Linked DNA regions of Sus scrofa: region 1 is linked to region 2. The links are chromatin contacts, called in public targeted proximity ligation maps. All regions are on one chromosome and are shown on one strand. The core of a region is the stretch at or near the end of the contact, and the rest is flanking DNA. Distances in the headings are between cores, read along the strand shown. Region 1 has its middle 53 kb from the start of PDP1. Region 2 has its middle 120 kb from the start of PDP1.

Region 1 (7,554 bases), core at 2,459-4,958, 68 kb before region 2:
ACTAACCTCAAACCCCTAGGATTTTAGCTCAGATTTGAAGAGTAGGTAGAAGGAACTGATGTGCCAGGCAGACAGGGCAACACACCAAGGCCCCAAGGCTGGAGAATAATGATGCCATCAAGAACAAGAAGAAGCCTGGTGTGGTTGGAATATGGGGAACCTGGGGGAGAGTGGCTGTAGATGCTGGAGGGTAGACAAGGGCCAGATAATACAAGGCTGGTAGGTAAGAAAATACTCTATGTGATTTTTCCCTTCATCCTGCATAGTTAGCAACACAAAAATTAAAGTAAGTGCTTTGTCCAGAGGGGAAATTCTAGTCCATGGACTTTGCTACAGCTGTACCCAACCACATTGCTGATTACAAACAGAGTCTGAAGAACCCTTTATTGAGCCAAGAAATATCCAAGAAATATCTGTTGAGCACCAGTTACCTTCATCATGGCAAAAAGAACTCACAGTTCATGCTAAACATGAGTCAGTGACATGCACATAAAAAAGCCAGGAACACACACACACACACACACACACACACACACACACACACACACTCCAAAATCTAGAGGTGGGAGGTTAATGTCAGGCAAGCCTGTCTCAACTCAGAGAATTCACTTCGTTTACTGAGCTTCATCTGTAATCTTGGAATGACAACACTCACTCCAGGAGATTTTTAGGAGCCTTAAGTGAGAAAAATGTAAGTAAAACATCTAATAAAATACATGAGAGGTGCTAAAATTACTATGGCAAATTAAAAGAGAAAATATTGTGTCAACACATTTCTAAGCAAGGCAAAGTGTAACAGCAGAAGTGAAATTCAGTCATTTATGACAACAGAAAAATTTTCCTCTTTCGTCTTCTTTTTTGAAAAATTTCACTGAAGTACAGTTGATTTACAATGTTGTGTTAATTTCTTCTGTACAGTAAAGTGATTCAGTTATTTATATATATATATATATATATATTTCGTATTTTTTCCATTAAGGTTTATCACAGGATATTGAATATAATTCCCTGTGCTGTATAGTAGGACCTTGTTGTTTATGGCCTCCCTTATTATGTTTATCAGGAAATCTATTCTTGTCCATAGATATAGACCCTCCTGAAAAAAAAAATATATCGCAGTTTAACTGTTGTTAGCAAGAACTTCTCCTAAATCCTTTCCACTCTCAATGACATGGTAGGAAATTAGTCTCTATCTTCAGACACTGTGATGTTCAAATGTGCCACAAGGAAAGAAAAAAATGGTACTTGGTGTTGCTTATGTGCCAGGCACTTTGTATACGTGAGGTCATGTAACTTCCTCAGCAAGTTCCAGTGATAGGTATTACTCACCCATTTTGCAGATGTGGAAAGTGAGGGTGGGAAAGGTTACTGTTTTCCCTGACAGTAGGTCCCACAAGCAGAAAGGGCCAGATTCTGAATTCACACCCAGGTGTGCTTGACTCCAAAGCCTGTGCTCTCTGCCACAGGCCCACACCCGTCCTTTTTGGCATACCTGTGTTAGATGCACTGTGGTTTCTGAAGGGCGTAGTCCCAATTTAAACACTGCAGTCCCCCTGCAGTGTTTCTTTAAGGACCAACCTAGGTCAGGCAATTGTTACTGTTGTCTTTTTAGGGCCACATCCACGGCACATGGAAATCCCCAGACTGAGGGTCAGATCAGACCTCCAGCTGCTGGCCTACACCACAGCCACAGCAACGCCAGGTCCGAGGCACATCTGCAACCTACACAACAGCTCACGACAGTGCCATATTCTGAACTCAGTGAGAGATGAATTCAAAAAAAGTGGATCATTTCTTAGGAAGGTGAACATTCCTGGGCACAATGAATCAATACAGTTAGCTCACTGGAGATTGTGCTCAAGAAAAAAAAAAACAATGACCAGCAATGACCATCATCTCACTGTCTGCTTATTTTAAAAATTACTGATCTAGGGAGTTCCTGTCATGGCTCAGCGGAAATGAACATGACCAGGATCCATGAGGATGCAGGTTTCATCCCCCGACCTTGCTCAGTGAGTTAAGGATCTGGCATTGCTATGAGCTGTTGTGCAGGTTGCAGACGTGGCTTGGATCCCGAGTTGCTGAGGCTCTGGTATAGACTGGCCACTACAGCTCTGATTTGACTCCTAGCTTGGGAACTTCCAGATGCTGCAGGTGTGGCCTAAAAAGAAAAAAAAAATTAATAATTACTGATCTAGGAGTTCTCAGCACGGCTCAGCACAGGTTAAGATCCCTGGATCCCTCACTCAGTGGGCTAAGGATTCATCATTGCCACAGGCTGCTGTGCAAGTCACAGATGTGGCTCAGACCCGCTATTGCCATGGCTGTGGTACTGACCTCAGTTGCAGCTCCGATTCCATCCCTAACCTAGGAATTTCCCTATGCCACAAGCGCAGCTGTAAAAAGAAAAAAAAAATTACTGAACTATTTTAAAGCCTGTCAAATCACCTAAGGGTCAATGGAGATTATCTCTAAGTGCCATTTTAACACCAGGATTCTTTTTTTTTTTTTTTTTTTTTTTTTTTTTTTTTGTCTTTTTGCCTTTTCTAGGGCTGCTCCCACGGCATACGGAAGTTCCCAGGCCAGAGGTCTAATTGGAACTGTAGCTGCCAACCCAACACCAGATCCACAGCAACATGGGATCCGAGCCGCATCAACGACCTACACCACAGCTCTCGGCAACGCTGGATCCTTAACCCACTGAGCGAGGCCAGGAATCGAACCTGCAACCTCATGGTTGATAGTCAGATTTGTTAGCCACTGAGCCACGACAGGAACTCCGAGGATTCTATTCTCTCACAAAGTCTGCCTTGTTGGATTGCTTTGGAAATGTGGAGATGCCTATGTGCAGAAGTCTGATTGTTCTCTTCTTGGGTATGGGCTCCTGATTATCTAAGAATGGAGAGTCTCTAAGGGAGTCCGGGCTGAATGATTACTTCCAAGGAAGGAAGGAAATAAACATTTATTAAATTATGATTTGTGCCAAGAAATAGGCTAAGAATTTTCCCCTCATGCTATTGAGCCTAAATCTGGCAACCCAGCCTGTCCAGGCTAAATTAGACCTAAAAGAAGTTTAAGAATAATTCCATCTTCATCACTGGTACCTGCTTGTTGTGGAATACAGAGGCTGAGGTGAGTAGATATACATTCGTCCAAACATCCAAATAACTGATTGGCTGGAGGTGTGACATGCAGACAAAACTGGGGAGAATTAACAGAAAAGAGCTGGGTAATTTGCAAACAGAATATTTCAATGCGATGGTGAGACATTCCAGACAAATCCCAGAAAAGGAGAGAATATACAGCCATCACTGAGGGAGGCCTTGTTGGGACAACAGAAAGGTCGGTAAAGCCAGGAGACAGGACCATAGATGCAGCTAGAAGCAGCAGAAGAGGTTGTGAAGGCATGATAATAACTACAGTTTGCCGTCAGGTGCCTGAACCACAAAACATCGGTCCACCTCTGTGTTATGAATAAGAAATCATGGCATCAGTGGTTTCCGTTCTGAATACTAGGAACAAACACAAATTACACCGTCAGCAAGGCAAGGGTTAGTCATATATAACTGAATCCAACAATATACCCTGAAGTCCAAAGCTAAAGGAAATGGAACAAAAAGAATCAGCGCCTCTGGAAGAGTAAGAGGGCGTGATGGCAGTTGCAGGGAGTAGTCAACAGGTGGGGCTGGGGGGCTTCTAACCCCTTGGGTTTCCGCAGGGAGCAGGGCGTCTGCGCACAGAGCTCGGCTTCCTGCAGTGGCAGTCACACTCTAATCAAATACACACACATCCCACCCGATCCTGTTAACGGGGTCGGAGAAAAGTGATTCCAACCCAAGTGAGGCGTGGGCAGCTGACAGCGCAGTGATGTGTGTGGATCCTGCGTAGGCTCTGACGCAGCCCCGGGACAAAGCCGGCCCTTTTGCCACCTTCAGCCTAGAGGATCTGTGTCGTGGAGACCCAGAGGCTGGACCGCAATGGGTATCTGCTTTTGAAACGCGGAATCTCTGTTCCTGTTATTTTATATAATTTACCTATTTATATCCCTCTCACTTATGAATGATCTCATCTGTCCAGAACCGGCATTTTCTCCAAGAAAATGATTTTGTCCATAAATGGAAAGAACAATCAGCTAGAAATGTCCCCATCGTGGTGCATGAACGAGAGCCCTAGAGAATCAGCCTGAAATTGGCAGCAGGGCTCCGTGGGAGGGGATAGTCGCTCTCCCCTGGTGAGCGGTCCCCGTGGCAGTGGGGCAGGTTTTAAGTGCCATGAAATCTCTGCCTGATTTACTCATGGTTTTATGCATTCAACCTCGGCATTGTGCCTGGCACATAGTACCTGCTCAAAACTTGACTCTTTACTGACTGAGTGAACAAATGAATGAATGAAGCTTTCAGGTGGGAAGGTTGCCTGGCAGTCAGATCTATATTTAAATTCTGCTTCTTACATCCTGTCAGGGACTATATCCTGGGCAAGTTTTTTGACCTCCTCTTGGTCATTAGTTCTGCATCAGTAATGTCCTGAATTTGTCACTCTATCCTCAGTGTCTGAAAAATGATAGGTGCTCAATAAATATTTTGTGGACATGAGACTTTGTGTCTCAGTTTATTCATCTGTAGAAATAAAATCAGTGCCATGATATCTACCTGGAAGCATGAGCTGTTAGGAGGATTAAATGAGGTGATTTTTTTTGTTGTTGTTACAGAATTATATCTTTTTCTTTTTTTTTTTTTTTTTGTCTTTTTGCTATTTCTTTGGGCTGCTCCCATGGCATATGGAGGTTCCCAGGCTAGGGGTCGAATTGGAGCTGTAGCCACTGGCCTACGCCAGAGCCACAGCAACACGGGATCCAAGCCGTGTCTGCAACCTACACCACAGCTCACAGCAATGCCAGATCATTAACCCACTGAGCAAGGCTAGGGACCGAACCCGCAACCTCATGGTTCCTAGTCAGATTCGTTAACCACTGCACCATGACGGGAACTCCTTTTTTTTTTTTTTTTTTTTTTTTTTTTTAAGCAAGCAAAGTGTTTATTACAGGAAAGCAGATAGCTCCCAGGGCTGCTGGGAGCGGGAAGAAGAGTCCCCTTCTTCTGTTGTCCTTTAGGGTTTTTATTCCTTAAAGATGGGGGGTACCAACATGGGGTCCAGAAAGATGTGGTTTTCTCCCATTGGCCTTGCTCAATTACCTATATCAGTCCTTGTCCAATAGGGTCTTAGGGGTGGGAGGTGATGTATTTACAGTTCTTGGTACATTAGAAGTGTTGAATAAGTGTGTGGTAGGTATTACTTTTGTTGGCGACCATCTCCACTGTCCTCTCTTACCTTACTCCAGGTAATCCTCAAATGTGAGCCTGGCTGTCTGTGTTCTGCCCATCCCCCTCCTACATACTCTCTAAATGCTTCAGTTTTCACTTAGAGCCATTCAAGAAGTGTCCAGCTGGGGAGGCCTGGAGCAGAGATCATTATCCTCTTTAGCCCAAAGCTGGAGATCTGGCCCCTGGTTGCAATGCTCAGCCAAGAAGAAGGCAACAGGCTTCCTGGGAGCTGGGCCTGTTCCCAACCATCCCTTTAGCTCAGGGAGGGGCCCCCAAGAAGAACACTGCAGTCCAAGCTCAACCTTTGGAAAGAGCCACAGCCTCCCTGTTTGGAAAGATACTCCCCAAGCAAGTCCTGTCCATGGCCTCCTTGAAATTTACTTTGAGAAAGATACCAATGGGTGTTCCCACCTCAGGATTGGAACTCATATGCTCCAAAATACAGGGGATATATGATTCTGGAAGCTTCTTGGAAATTCAAAACCTCAAGACCCATCTAGAAGAGGCAGACATCTGCAACTCTAGATGAGTGAAGACAGTTTTCTCTCCAGGATAAGAACAAGCAGCCTGGCCCAGAGAATTCTTGCAGAGCCACTCAAGCCTGTGTTTCAGTAAGACGACAACCCAGAGAAAACCCAGCAGCAACAAGACTCCTTGGAGAGTGTTCTGTTGGGATGGGAATGAATGAGAAGCATCTTTTAGGGAAGAGGCAATGAGGATGACACTGCATCTGTGTAGTGTTTTGATGGTACTTACCAATTTTATATTTATATTGTCTGCTTTTATTTTTAAAACAGCTCTGTTAATTCAGTAGACCAGGCACATTTAATCCCATATTACAGTGGGGAAAACTGATATTTAGAAGGTCCAGCTGATTTTCCAGACTTGCATTTAATTACACGCAGACTTGAAATTTTGTTTGCACCTATAATGCTTTTTAATGGCCCATCCAACCTCCCAGCTCCCAGCTGAACTTAGACTCAATGGAAGAAGCTGAAAATCAGTAGGATGCCTGCCTTCAATGACAGAAGCACATAGATTGTTGTGGTTCAAATCTTCCTTCTTATGAAATGTCTCTTCCAGATGTTTTCATAAGAAGACTCAAAAATTATATCCTGTAGAAGCTAAATTTAAAATCTCTTCCAACTTCCAATAATTTGTTTCAAATATGTGGCTGCTATTTCTTATGAATTTGCCTTCTGAAATATATATGACAGAATGTCACCTTAAGAAAATAATTTTCTCTAAAAAGTATTTGAAAAGTTGTCTCCTATAATTTGAAACAATTTGCTTCATGATTGACTTTTGGAATGGATGAGGGGCACTTTCTTCCTGAAATGTTTCTTAAAAGTCATACATATTTACTGACTTGTAAGCTTTGACTTGCACATGATGAATTTAGCTTTGATTGACTTGATTGTTTGATTGGTTTATCAGCTGGGTAATTTGCAAAGTGAGTTTATAATCACATACTTTTATTCAGCAATAATACCTCTCCTGAAGTCAGCTTCTTCACTCCTGTTTCTTTCCTTTCCTTTCTTTTTTCTTTTCTTTTCTTTCTTTTGACAGCACCTGGGGCATGCGGAAGGAAGTTCTCAGGCCAGGGATCGAACCAACACCATTGCAGTAATCAGAGCCTATGCAGTGACTATTCCAGATCCTTAATCTGCTGAGCCACAAGAGAACTCCCACTCTTGTTTCTTAAGAGATTTTTAAAGACATTGGCAATAAGACAATCCTTTCTGTTGGAAAAAGAGGAGTAGCAGTGTACATTTGGAAGGTTTATGGGATTTAGATCTAATTTTGATGCCAAACTTACTAAATCCATTCATTCATTCATTCATCTGAAGAAGCATCCTATCTGATATGCCCAGCATTGCTATCTAGGCATAGATGACAATGAATAAAACTCATGGGTCCTGCCCTTGAAGAATTTACAATCTAGCAATTTTACTCACTGTGTGTCCTAGGCAAGTTACAATTTGTCCCTGAGATCCATTTTAAACTGTAAATTATACAATAATGGATACTAAAATACTAAAACGGGAAAATATGTTTTCTTCTCAAGACTGTGGTAAAAAATTATTAAAATAGCATAAGGCACCTGGTTCACGGCTGGTGGTCAAGTAAACGCGGATATGTGTCCTACTTAATTAAATCGGGTCCAGCAGCAGAGGGCAGCAGAATCACCTCTGCAGGCTCAGAAAAATCCCTGCAGTGTAGGTTCGCCCTC
Region 2 (6,651 bases), core at 3,629-6,128:
GGAACTCCAATTATATCTATTTTTAGAGCATCTTTTGTTTTCCTTTCAAGAGCTCCTTATCTAATCTCTTATCAGCCCCAGCCTATTTCATTGATTAATTCATTCCCTAAGCCCTTGTGAAGTATTTGGGGGTTTAATTATAACTTAATGTTGATTTTTCTCGGGCAGCGATTAGGGAAGGCTGTTCTGAGAACTTGTCAGGGATAGTCATGCTATGCTTAGTGTACTGAGAACAAGGCCATTGTCCATAGAAGGACTAAATAACACATGAGTAGGATATGCTCAAGTGCTATTTAAAGAAAATGTAACATACTCAATAAAATAGCTCACATCTTTGGAGAACCTGGTGCCAGACCATGTGCCAAGCCTTTTTCATATTTATCTTATTTAATCCTTCCGACAACTTTATGGGGGAAAGGCAGAGGGCCTATTATTATCCCCATGCTGAACTAAAGAAATGGAAAACCAAAAGGTTAATTAATACACCTAAGGTGACAAAGTTAGTAAGCAGAGGAGCTGAAATTGACACCCGGCCTTCCTGACCCCAAACCCATACCCTTTACCACTCTGCTGTCACTGGTCACCTGGTCAGCTAACAAGAAGCTATTTTTCTGTTCCCTTTTTGGAGCTGGCTTCAGAGCCTTGCTCCAGACTCACCTACTGGGTGATCAGAGACCCAGAGATCATGCAAAACTTGGTTCCAGTGCTGGCATCTACCAACGGCTTTCCTTCTCCAGCTGTTAGAAGATACCCAAATGGCAACTCTTCTGCCTGTGGCTCCTAAGTACATGGTAGCATCAACCTTGGGGTCCTGTCTGCAATGACCAGCCACTGAGCAGCTGAGGTGAGGTTGAAGACCCCAAGTAAAAGTGATAATAACCATTATAACAATGATGCAACCTATTGCCTGATTAAGAGCCATCCCTGATTAGGGAGAACAAAGATCAATGATTCTCTTTACCCAAAGCAGTCACGTTTGTCAGCCTGGTTTTAGTCATCACTGAACACCATTGCCTGTGTGGTAATGAGAAAATATTCCCCATGAGAAATAGTTCCCTTTGCCCTTTCTCTGTGTGGCTCTGACCAGCAATAGGCAGGTGTCCTGCCCCTTCAAGGCCAGCAGAGGGAGGGCTCCTAAGAACAATGTCTCTAGGCAAATGAGATATTCCTTTTTTTTTTTTTTCCCTGTCTTTTTGCCTTTTTATAGGGCTGCACCCATGGCATATGGAGGTTCCCAGGCTAGGGGTCTAATCAGAGGTTGTAGCTGCCAAGCCTATGCCAGAGCCACAGCAACGCGGGATCTGAGCCACATCTGCAGCTTACACCACAGCTCACCTCAACACCGGATCCTTAACCCACTGAGCAAGGCCAGGGATCGAGCCCACAACCTCATGGTTCTTAGTTGGATTCATTAACCACTGAGTCACGGCAGGAACGCCGAGATATTCTTTTCCATCAGAAAAAAAACTCAATTGTTCCAATTTAACCAGCATCGCCCCACCCCACTACCATCTGTCAGTGGCAGGGTAGAAAGACAGCCAGGATATAGCAGATAAAAAGAGCCAGGTACTGATCTAGGCCCTAGGCTTGCTCCCTTGTTAAGAGAAAACAAGGCAAACTAATTCCTGGTGAAATGTGAGCAGCAAAGAAAAAGGAGACTTGAGCTATTAATTAGAAAGGAAGAAGGCAAAAGTCCCGCATCTGTTAACACCTTCCTTTGCGCTAAGCCCTCTCTGTACCACAAACGTCCAACAAACACACAAAGCTCCATTTTGAATGATTGGAGATGAAAAAGAAAAGTTTTGACCAATGTGAGGATATAATCTTTAAGAAATGTAGATGAAATAGGTAAATGTCTACCTGTCATATTTACTAATTTGATTATCAAGACATGAAAATTCTAGTAATTAAAAATACTGCTTTTAGGAGTTCCCGTCGTGGCGCAGTGGTTAACGAATCCGACTAGGAACCATGAGGTTGCGGGTTCGGTCCCTGCCCTTGCTCAGTGGGTTAACGATCCGGCATTGCCGTGAGCTGTGGTGTAGGTTGCAGACGCGGCTCGGATCCCGCATTGCTGTGGCTCTGGCGTAGGCTGGTGGCTACAGCCCCGATTCAACCCCTAGCCTGGGAACCTCCATATGCTGTGGGAGCGGCCCAAGAAATAGCAACAACAACAACAACAACAAAAGACAAAAAAAAAAAAAAATACTGCTTTTAAACATTCCCAATCTCACATTCATGAAACCATCTAACATAAATTCTTCATCTTCCTTTTACTATGACTAAAGTTCACCTTTTAAGGCCAGTAAAAGTTTTCCAAAAACTTTTGTTACTTGGAGATAACACTGCAATTTGAATGCACACAATATGCTGTTGATGAAAATTTACCTTAGGCCCCAAATATCCATTTCTATAGGATGTAGTACAGTTGCACTTTTTCATTCATTCTCTAAATGTCTGTTTATGATATTTGTAAGATAACCCCATTTACAATTGCTTTTTAAAGTGATCCTCAAAAAAGGCCTGTTTTCAAAGGTATCCAGTATTTGCTACTGTGAAGTCATATCCCTAGATTTACAACTAAATCTGTATTATTCCAAGATGATACAGATTTATGACAATATATATATTAAATTTGCCTCCTTTGAAAAAGCCACTGTGTAGAGCAACCCCTATAACCACTCCAAAGGCACTGATGGGGCATTGTTTCAGAACAATTTGTCCTTCTCAAACAGTACTTTGTCAAAAATGAAATGAAGAGAAAAAATTCCCGGTTGTCGCTTGTTGCAACCTGGATTGCCCAGGAAGCAGTCTTCTGAGTGCCTGCTTTATTGGATATGCGCAGGCAGAACCGGCGGGGGAAGGAGTGGGTAGAAAGGTGTGTTCCTGAGTTGTACACCTATCAGTATTAAGGCAACAGAGTGCCCTGGCAAGACCCCTTCCAACCTTTCAAGAGGCCTTATAATTAACTGTTTCTCAGAGTCATGTGGGGTAAGGGGGAAGAATTTATTATTACCCAGCCGTAGTCTTCCTGGGGTCCATATTCACCCTTGGGAGGTAGGCCCTTCCACTCCCGGGGTGCTCAGCCCCTGCACTCATTAGAAATGCAAATTCTTAGGTTCCACTTCAGACCTCCGGAATCAGATACTCTGGCTGGGGTCCAGCAATCTGTGTTTTACCATGGTCTTCGGGTGCTTCCTGTGCTTGTCAAAGTGGAGAACCACTGCTCTGTGCAAAATGGCAGTGAAAAGATTTGGCGAGAGTGGCTGAGGCCTGAGACCTGAAGGGCAATCAATCCTCTGTTTCCTCCTAAATCCACATCCGCATCTCAGGCTTTCTTCATCCTCTAACTGGCGGCAAAGGAGAGATGCTCCCCTAAATGGAAGGGAGAGAGATGGCCAGGGTCCTTCCAAACAGACTCTCTTCCCACTGAGAAGAGGAAGGAAGATGGCTGGTCTGCCCCGAATCAGTTTACTGCCTCAGAACATGCATAAGAGAGAACCACTCACTCCTAACACCCTTGTGCCCTTGAACATGACCCAATCGGTGTCCTAGAATCTGAACAACAGATGAGCAGCTCCCAGGGAGTGAGGAAGGGAGTAAGCAGAGAGGCTTTCCCTATGGGATAAAAGGAGTAAAAACAGTCTATCCTGCCCTAGGGAACTACAGCCCTGTGGTTTCTCCTCCGCTTAACTTACTGTGGGAAATAAATCCCCTTTGTTGTTTTTGATTAATTGATGTATTTTGGGCAGGGTGAGCTCAAGTACCCTAAATTGTGGGGATTTTATGTTGTGTGTTGGGAATTATTAAGCAATAGATGTAAAAATTTTCCCATATCAAAAGTTTGGGCATAGTTCCAGGAGCAGAACTTTCCATAGCAAAACATCATCTGTTTTCAAATTACTCTAGGGGTCAAAGGAAATGCTTGTGGAAGACACTTAGGACCTAAATCAGTCTCACAGGTCAGGCTGGCCACTCGCCTAGGCCTTCACCGGGTGGCATGGGCCAGCCTGTGCCTGCGAGCAGTCAGGCAGGCAGGTTTATATAAAAGGCCCTAGGAATAACACTGTATTATGGTTTTTGTTTTATTTTTTATTACAATGTGAAGCTAGAAGTTCTACTTTGGCCCAGTTCTCTGTATTGTCACAAATCACTAATACTCAAAGTTTGAGATCGTTTATTCAGAATAGCTGGGATCTTAAGTCGTTGTGCCCTGGATTCCGGCAAAGAAAAATATCTCAGGTACATAAGAAAAGTCATAAATGTCATATATAAAAGTTTACGAATTTTATTATTGTCCTACTTTTCTTTTTTGGCAAAATTACGCCTTTTAAAATTCAGTTCACATTAGTCACTGGCCACCCGCGGCAGGTCGTTGGTTTCCATAGTGCCGGCGACTGGCTGGGGAGCTGCAGGGTAATTATTTTGTCACAGGAAGTGCTCATTCCAACACGACATTCTCTCAAACATTGAGGCAGCCCCAGTGTTTCAAAAGATAAATTTTGAGGACCTTGGCGTGAATCTGCACTCTTCTGAATGCCCTAACTTCCTGTCTGGTTTTATGTCTGCTCATTTGCGACGATTCCGTAAAGGGAGCCGAGACACAGAGGATGTGCGGGGGTTTCAGTCCGATGTCCATATTCTGGTTTTGAAAATGATTCAAACGTACCAAACCCCGAAGCAGCCTGCCACTGAAGGCTTTCACCGATGACTGCACAGCCTGGCAGGCTAGGCGGCCCTGGGCAAAGGCCAGCGAGCAGGAGGTCGGAGCTAACAGAGTCCCTGATCCTTATTCATTAAGCAGTGGTGTGTGCAGAACTTTGTACCGGGATCGGAAGTAAATGCCCCCAAAACGCTGAGCCAGCCTTGCAGTCGCGAACCTGCATTAAGCCTGCAAGGTGCGATGAGCTTGCAGGAGGGATGTCTCCAGCCAGGGACGCACCACTAAACCATAGGGGATGGAGTCTAAGGAAGGCTCCTATATTTAGAGAAGGGTTGTGTTTTGTTTTGTTTTGTTTTGTTCTCTCAAGTGGAGAAGACTCCAGATCAGGGTGGAGATGCCCTCTGAATTTCCTTTCTCCCGATTTTGTTTGGAATTCTCTAGGAATTTAGGCGGACTGGTATCCTCTCTACCCCTGTCCAGGACTCTGGCGGGGTCGCTGCCTCTGACTCACATTGAGTGAGGCTGAGAAGCCATCAGCCCCAGACTTAACCTTTCACAGACTTGGAAACTAGCCCAGGGAGGAGGAGGTCAATCCGCTGACAGAGTGGATTTGGATTCAGCTCACTGTTCGCTCCAAAGGAGCTTTTATTTTTGACTCCTTCCCCACTGCCCTTCCTCCTACCCCAGGCTTCTAGAAGATGATCCGTGTCACTTCCAAAATGTTTTCCCTCTGGAAGAGAAAAAGTTGCCCTTACTGAGGCACAGGATCAGAGGTGGGACAAAACTGAGCTCCTGCTGGAAGCCAGATAGGAAGTCATAGCTTTTTCAGGCATTTCTCTGAGTAAAGCCAAGAAACCCCAAAAGACAAGAGGAGGTTCTGGAGTCATTTTGAATAGTTTCCAGGAATCACAGTCAAAGTCCTGGTGTCTGAGACTGACCCTCTTCTACGTGTTTGGGACCCTGAGATGAGGCAGGCCCTGTCCTCAAGATCTAAGAGTCTAGGGAGTTCCCGTCGTGGCTCAGCGGTTAATGAATCAGACTAGGAACCATGAGGTTGCGGGTTCAATCCCTGGCCTCCTTCAGTGGGTTAAGGATCCCATGTTGCCATGAGCTGTGGTGTAGGTCGCAGACGCAGCTCGGATCTGGCGTTGCTGTGGCTCTGGTGTAGGTAGGCAGCTGCAGCTCCAATTAGACCCCTAGCCTGGGAACCTCCATATTCCACGGGTGTGGCCCTAGAAAAAGACAAAAAAAAAAAAAGGAGTTAAGAGTGTAGTGTAGAAGGCAGAAAAGGAGACCAGATCTAATGACAGCCCTGCTGCTGCAAGAGAGCATGCGCAGCACTTCAGGAGATGGGGGAGGTGGAAGGGGCACCTTTCTCAGTCCTCTGGGGTATCAGGTAATAGAGGTTCCTGCAAAGCCTGTGGCATTGCCATGAGTTGTGGTGTAGGTCACACCCACACGGCTAGGATCCTGTGTTGCTTTGGCTGTGGTGTAGGATAGGAGCTATAGCTCCATTTCTACCCCTAGCTTGGGAACTTCCATATGCCACCAGTGAGACCCTGAAAAGCAAAACAAAATACAAAAACAAGAAACTCACCACAGACTTTTTTTTTCTTTTTTTCTTTTTTTAGGTCCACATCTGTGGCATATGGAAGTTCCCAGGCTAGGGTTGGAATTGGAGATATAGCTGCAGGTCTATGCCACAGCCCAGCAACCCCAGATCCTAGCCGTGTCTTTGACCTACACCATAGCTTGGGGCGACACTGGACCCTTAACCCATTGAGCGAGGCCAGGGATTGAACCTGCATCCTCATGGATACTAGTTGGGTTTGTTACTGCTGTGCCACAACAGGAACTCAGAGAGAAGCTCACCACAGACTTTCCTAAAACTTCCACAGACTGGTATTTTGATTTCGGAAATGGTATTAGTGGTAGGGGTGCAATATGATATTACACATAGGAAAGGACTCACTATGTCATATTTGTTG

The links.
Region 1: a contact with region 2 is called in a targeted proximity ligation map of skeletal muscle, with 2.9 times the contacts expected there. A contact is called at or near these places in 7 of 47 Hi-C or Micro-C datasets (brain, embryonic fibroblasts, fetal heart ventricle and 3 more) and 1 of 2 datasets of targeted methods (skeletal muscle).

What each region holds. Positions count from the first base shown.
Region 1 is chr4:42,720,810-42,728,363 of Sscrofa11.1, reverse strand. No RefSeq gene overlaps it. Among named protein-coding and RNA genes, the nearest start is that of PDP1, 53 kb to the left of the region's middle.
Region 2 is chr4:42,655,373-42,662,023 of Sscrofa11.1, reverse strand. No RefSeq gene overlaps it. Among named protein-coding and RNA genes, the nearest start is that of PDP1, 120 kb to the left of the region's middle.